2 separate regions of the Zea mays genome follow, and region 1 is linked to region 2. Evidence: chromatin contacts called from public Hi-C data. All regions are on one chromosome and are shown on one strand. The core of a region is the stretch at or near the end of the contact, and the rest is flanking DNA. Distances in the headings are between cores, read along the strand shown. Region 1 holds the start of LOC100193821. Region 2 holds the start of LOC103640601 (auxin response factor 25).

The links. A called contact is a pair of places that touch in the nucleus more often than the background predicts.
Region 1: a contact with region 2 is called in a Hi-C map of ear, with 2.6 times the contacts expected there. The contact joins the promoter of LOC100193821 here to the promoter of LOC103640601 in region 2. A contact is called at or near these places in 7 of 25 Hi-C or Micro-C datasets (ear, endosperm, leaf and 2 more).

What each region holds. Positions count from the first base shown.
Region 1 is chr1:177,735,952-177,739,350 of Zm-B73-REFERENCE-NAM-5.0, forward strand. LOC100193821 reads left to right here and starts at 1,603. Exons shown (of 6, transcript NM_001367039.1): 1 at 1,603-1,830.
Region 2 is chr1:177,510,553-177,513,890 of Zm-B73-REFERENCE-NAM-5.0, forward strand. It overlaps LOC103640601 (auxin response factor 25), which reads right to left and starts at 1,376. Exons shown (of 14, transcript XM_008663839.2): 1 at 353-1,376. The coding sequence starts at 401.

The DNA of each region.
Region 1 (3,399 bases), core at 353-2,852, 230 kb after region 2:
GCCGACCGAGAGTAACCAAGCAAAGCAAGCCCATTCTGATACAACAAAGGCCCACGTCCGAGTTAGGCGCCACGAGAGCACGAGTATGTCGGGCGTGACGGTTGTGCCCACCCGACAGGTTGAGCCTCCAGCGATAACTCGGGCGGATGAGCGCAGGAATTTCCCAAGATGTAGGAGGACGGTTCACTACAAACCGGGAGATAGGCGAATGGATTACTTTTGTCATCTGTGCGGGGATAGATATCATTGGTCGTGTATATAAGGCCAAGAGGTACCCCTACCATTTTCATCTCACCTTAGCCCACCATTCTCAAAGTCCACAACTTGTAATCTCATCCCAATACCAAAACCATCACAGGACGTAGGGTGTTACGCCTCTCGCGCGGCCCGAACCTGAACAAGCTTGTGTGTTTCTCCTGTCGTGCCACCGCACGAACCATCGAGTCATGATCGACGACGCCGTCCTGCCCTAAAAGCATCACGAGGGTTACCCCATGGTGTGCGGTCGGGTAACAAACACCGACACGGGTCAGCCCTTTCCTTTTGCGGGTTTGGTCGTCAGAGACGCAGGCGTCCGTTCCGTCTCGCTGGGTTGCTCGGCGGGGACTTGACCATCCGTCCCGCTTCGTTGGGTTGCTCGACAGGTCTTGGTCGTCCGTCCCGTCTCACTGGTTTGTTCGATGGGGGCCTTGGTCGTCCATCCCGCCTTGCTGGTTGCTCGATGAGGTCTCCTTAAGATACTCGGTTCCTTGGTACTCGTCAATTTTCGCATTCGATTTTAATATAGATATCAAATATATGTATGGGAATTCAACTTTCAATATTTTTCTCTAACCAACTATAGATTTGTATTCAACGAAACCGTGGAATATCCAACACTATCTATACTCGTAAAAAAAAAATCGACGAAACCATTTAAAATGTATTATTATCACTAACAACAAATGATTTTAATTTTAAAAACGCTACCAGAAAAAAATATGTACATTATTCAGAATACTACACAATGATAAATTTAATTTAATTTTAAAAGACTAATTATAATCACATTAGATTACCTATGTAATAAATACGTTATATCTATATGCATTAATGTATTTATTTTCATTGCTAAAGAATATATCTTCATTTATTAATCATATATGCTTATAACATATATATATATATACATACAATATAGTTATAATTTACTTGAAATATAAATTTTTATTGACTATAAATTCGTCGATGAAACAAAATTATTATATATTGCGACACTATGTTCCAAGATGGAAACTTAAATTTAAACTATTTATTTTATATTCATATTATTATATTTATATTTGATATTACCTTCGTTCTCGAATATTTGTCGTCGATTTGTTTATTTTTAAACTAAAACATGACAAATAAAAAAGAATAAAAAGAATGGATAAAGTAGTATTTATACTCGTATTCTAGTTAAAATTATTTGTATATGATAATATTTATAATAATATTCAAGTTAGAATATGATAAATAATAACATCCGAATTTCAATTTTATTTCTAAAATTCTTTTGGAAAAATGGAGAAGAAGCCACATCTGGGCAAGTGCGGGGGTCGTAGGGGTTCCCGATCCTTCCTTTCCCACTTCCCCTTTTTTGCCCGCCCGCTACCCAACCGCCGCCGCGGTTCTCGCTGCCAGCGACGGACGGGCCACACCGCGCAGGGGCTCAGCCCCGCCACCCACCTTAACCCCGCCGTCGGGAGGCGTCGTCCCCGGCCCGGCCCGGCCCGGCCCTCGCCCTCTACTGCAACTGGACTGGCGCGTAGACCTGTCCCCGCCACGAGATCGTTCCGCCCTATGTCGGTGAGTTACCCAAGCTTGCTCCGGTGTGCGGGGCTTCCTCACTGCTGCGGCAGTTTGAATTGAGAACCCTAATAACCTCCGGTCACTCAGGCGCGCCCGCTTCGTGGCGCTGCTGCGGTGCTCCCCTACTTAGCGCGCTCGAGTGCTCCACCCGCCTCTAATGTGATTACTGATTAGGCTCGTAGTATCCAGCGTGCAGGCGCAGCCGGGCAGGCTCACTTTATCTGCCTTCGGTGCATCCTGGCTGGCTGCACGGGTGTTCTCTATAATCAGTGCCCCGACTCGATCCCCATGCCCTGCATCCCGGATACACTGGTGTTTCCAGGGGGAGGGGCTGTCTTGGACACACTGCTGTTCCAGGGGTTGTTTCTGGACCAACTGAGTTCATGTGTTGCAACTGAGCTTCTAGCCATGCTTCCTGCCAGTTGCGGATCCAGGATTCATAAAGAGCCTAGGCTAGTCTATGACCAACCAATAACTACGAACAACTGCATATATACAATGACATGCATAAATTTGTTTGACGCCGACAAATATTTTTCTGAATGTATTACCTAATACGTATGCAAACATTTAAAATAAACTATAAAGAGATAACAAAAAAGTGTTCACAAAAATAGAAGATATTAAATGGTTTGCATTCCGAGATGTAACGATAGATAATATATCATAATTCATAATAGGCTGGATTGGTCCTTCAATATGTATGATCTTCTAATTCGGTCTACAATTTGAGGAGGATAGTCACATATTTGTAACAAGGCTTCATGTCCCAATCACTTGATGTCAATATAAAAAAATATTGAACAGTCTAAATCTTCCGGACTAACAAGTAATAACGCTACAATACTATAATTAGTTAATAAGAACAAAAATGCACATTACATAAGTTTAGATTGAGAAATTGAGAAACGATAGCAGTGTTGGGCTGGGAGCGTCACGTAATTTGCATGTCACGTTTGGGCCACGGTCTTTTCCTAGGTCTGGACCGTAAGTCCATGATCAGAAGCAGACCCACGAGGAGACAGATCAACAAGCTGTTGATGTCCACTTGATCCCGTGCAGAAGTGGCATCACTTGATCCACCTATGCACGAACCTACTCGATGTGCAGCACCGGCACAAACCAGAGCCCGGGCACACGCCTGCCCTGCCCAGGAGCTCTATCCGCCTCTGCTTCCTGCCTATTGCCATTGGTTGCGATGCTGGGTTCTGGTCGTAGTAGTTATGATTGCCTGGTATCCTACGTACATTGTCAGAATCATTTTGTATTGGTCAGTGATCCTTTATGTAGGTGTGTTCTCTCTCGAGTGCTCTTTTTTTTTGCCACTTGTGGATTTATGGTGCTTGGCAGTTTCTCCCCTTTATCACTAGTAACTGTACACGAGGTTGGTTGGGTGTGAGTGAGTGGAATCCCACAGACATGTTTGATTTGCTAAAGTCGCAGTACACACACAGACATATCTACAAAACAAACATACATGTTAACTCCCACGCATGATTTGCTAAAATCACAACACTTTACACGTGATAATTGATATGTAATTCCATATTATTTCAAATAAGACAG
Region 2 (3,338 bases), core at 126-2,625:
AGTGGAACAGGAAGCCACCAGAAAGCAGAGTTCATGTGAGACTACTATCCGTGCTTGGCTACAGACAAGAGGGGGTTCAGTGAATATAACATGTAGAACATGTGAACCATGAGTGAAGCTGAGCAATGCCCGAACTTTTCTTTTGGTTGTGCAAGTAAGTGAAGAATATGAACGAATGTCATCATGCATACACAAAGAGCAACTGAGCAAGCCATTTTTGCTTATTTGTTTGGGAACATCAATGCACATTGCACAATGACAGCAGCCCATAATCCGCAAAACCATGCCGAGAGTAACCCAAGCTGAGAAGTTCTGGACCGAATCAATGCTGAAACCGTGATGCGAGATGTACCGTCACTTTCAGGTGATGGCTCCGACATCTTGGGCGGGGAGAGGTTCATGTTCCCTCCCACCAACCAGTACGACCTGGGGGCAAGAACACCAAGGTGCGGCGATGAGAATGGCTGGGCTGCGGGAGCTGCGCGTCCTTAGAAGCTCGCCATGCTCCCAGAAGCAATGTCAGCCCGCTCCCCCTCCGCTTCAGAGCAACCGTTCCCCTTCCTCTGCTGCTGCCGCCGCCGCCGCCTCCCCTTCCCACGCAGGACGCAGCAGCAGCCAAATCCGCTCGAGGAACTCGCTACCCGAACCCAGGACTGTCGCGGCAAACGCGCGCCACTGCGGGCGTCATCGCCCGGAGTCCTCGGCTGAGCACCCGCACCACCTCAAAGCTCCAACCTTTCCCCGAAGAAGCGAAGAGAAGCGCCGGAGCGGGCAAGCTGGGTTCTGGGCAGCCGACGGAGCAAGCGCGCGGGGAAGCCGAGGCGGGGCGCCGGAGCTGAGCTCATCAGACCAAGCAGCTAGCAGCTAGCTAGACAGACAGACAACCCTACCCTTCGCGAAGCATGGGCCACGCGCTCGCAGAACCGAGACCGCCGCGGCGGCTCGCAGGAACCCCACTCGAACCTCCCATTGCACGCGCGGCGCGCTCCGGACCAGCCACGCTCCCGCCGCCGCCGAGCTCAGGGAACCTCCGGCAGCGCGCGGTCACGCCCGACTCCGAGCGCCGGGTGGCCTCCCATTCGACGCGGGCAGCGCGACCACCGGGTGGGAGCGGCAAGAGGCGCCTGGGTGGGTGGGGGCTGGCAGAGAACCCTAGGGGAGGGGGGGGGGCTAGGCCGCCATGGCTGGATCGAGGAGGGGACGAGAGTGGAGTGGAGTACTGGAGTGGCGTGGTGCGGTGCTCCTTGCTTGCTTTCGTTCCCCTTCTCTCTCTATTTTCCCCCTTTTGGTTTACGGGGGAGCCGAGAATAGCAAAGAGAGTGAGAGAGAGGGAGGGACAGTAAAAAAAATATCTGGAAAAAAGGTTAGATCTATATCTATCTCTTCCCCCTTTATCCCCTCTTTATATATTTTACCTGAAGATGAATCTGTAGTGTGTGGCTTTGGAAGGTTTTGAGCTTTGACTGGCTGGATCCTCTTCCTCCAAGAAGTAAACCAGGATCCATGTGGGTTGTTTTGGAGAAAGCGTCGCAAGTGGACGCTTTGGTACACCTTACGCACACGCTGTGATCATCTTTGAAACAGCAGCTGAAGCAGCCATCCCACACCTTCGTCTCCGTGTGTCTCGCTCGCGGTACGAGGATTCCTGCCTGCCCACCCATCATCCCATGCACAGACTGCAAGTGCAAGTGCGGTGCAGCAGCCATGCTCTTGCTCGGCGGGACGGCCGTTGACGGTTTTTACTTTTTATTACCGGCCCACTGCCCAGCGGCCAGCGCCCCCAGCCACGAGGCGGTGCCGTGCCGTGCCGACACGACGGGACGTGACGCCTGCCTGTGTACTAGTGCGTAGTGCCAGTGCGCGCCATGCAGCGCAGCGGCGGACTGGAGGAGGGGCCGACCGACCGACCGACGGACGGGACGGGTCGTCTGGGCATCTAGAGCCGCCCGCCGTGGCCGCCGCTACGTACATTTGGCTGAGCCTATCCGGAGCGGTCCTCTAAATTTCTATGTTGTTTTGTTTATTTTCTAATTTTTCATCTTCCGCACACGTACCAATAAATTCTTCTCATATATCTCATTACAATCATAAAATATCATTAGCGATAATCCAGATGTCACCCGGCGAACCTCCCCTCCTCTCAGTCATCATAGTCGATGTATTTATATGGGTCCATAGAGACTTGGGCGAACGACACGTGTGTCCAGTGGGGCTTGTTCCTGCGAGTGGGGGCGTGGGCGGGCGCAGTGCTGCTAATGCTGAGCGGCGCGGTGGTTGCTGCGTTTGAGCCGGCGAGGGAAGCGAGCGGGTGCTGCAGGGTGGATTGGAGAGGATGTGGTTGGATCACGGTAACATAAACATTATTAGGTAAAGAAAGTGTTCAATGGCACAACTTGTCTTTTTGGTGCAAACTTCAGGTACTTCTCCAAGTTGAGCTTTAGGTTCCTCGCGACCTCACTTATATTCGTACAAATACAAACAAATGAACAAATAATGGATATGATAACATTACACCGAAACACAATAACAAAATATTCTATGTGTCGCTTTGAGATCGTAGACGAGAACCACTAAAAACGAAGCTAAAATGAATTAGTTATGGATTTTCTAAGTTTTTAGATTGTTTTGATATTAATTCTTGCACTAATAATAATAAACTTTATTTATTTTATATAATCCTTTTTATTCTGTATGGACGGTGGATACTATTCCATAGGAGCTAAGGGGTCAAACTGCAAGTTTTTGGGGACCTAAATTAAATTCTTCTAACTGTTTATGGATGGCGGGTTGATTAGGCAACTCCGCATGAACTCTTTAGCAAAGTTGTATCGACCGAAAGGGTATCAAGTATCATGAGTCGTTGGATCAACGGTCTGCGGTTCCGATTAGATCGCGTGTTAAACGAACCGGTACGCAATCTCACTTGTGGGGTCTTGGATCGACGACCCACAACCTTACACGCTTAGATATATCTGCTGGCTTCGATTTCCATATTGGTGGTTTTGATTAAAACGTCAAAGGGATATCTCCACGATCTAATCTGAGTTGTTCTCCCACGAATCAATGGATCATGTTCGGCTACCCTTGTCTCAAATCATGATCGCCCATTCGAGATCTTATGGTCTGCGCCCGTCATCCTCCTACCTCCCAATCGATCCAAGCGGCGGCGCCCTGACCCCACCGGCGAGCTCACCGGATAAAGCACAAACTAGCGACCTTGATCGCAAATTACCAGCCTGATAGCTCTTCACGATGCCGAAGACACAGAGACTCTAACATGAGACTTCTTACCCCATAGTTATGTAGTGACAACCCCAGCCCACGGTGAGTGACAGATC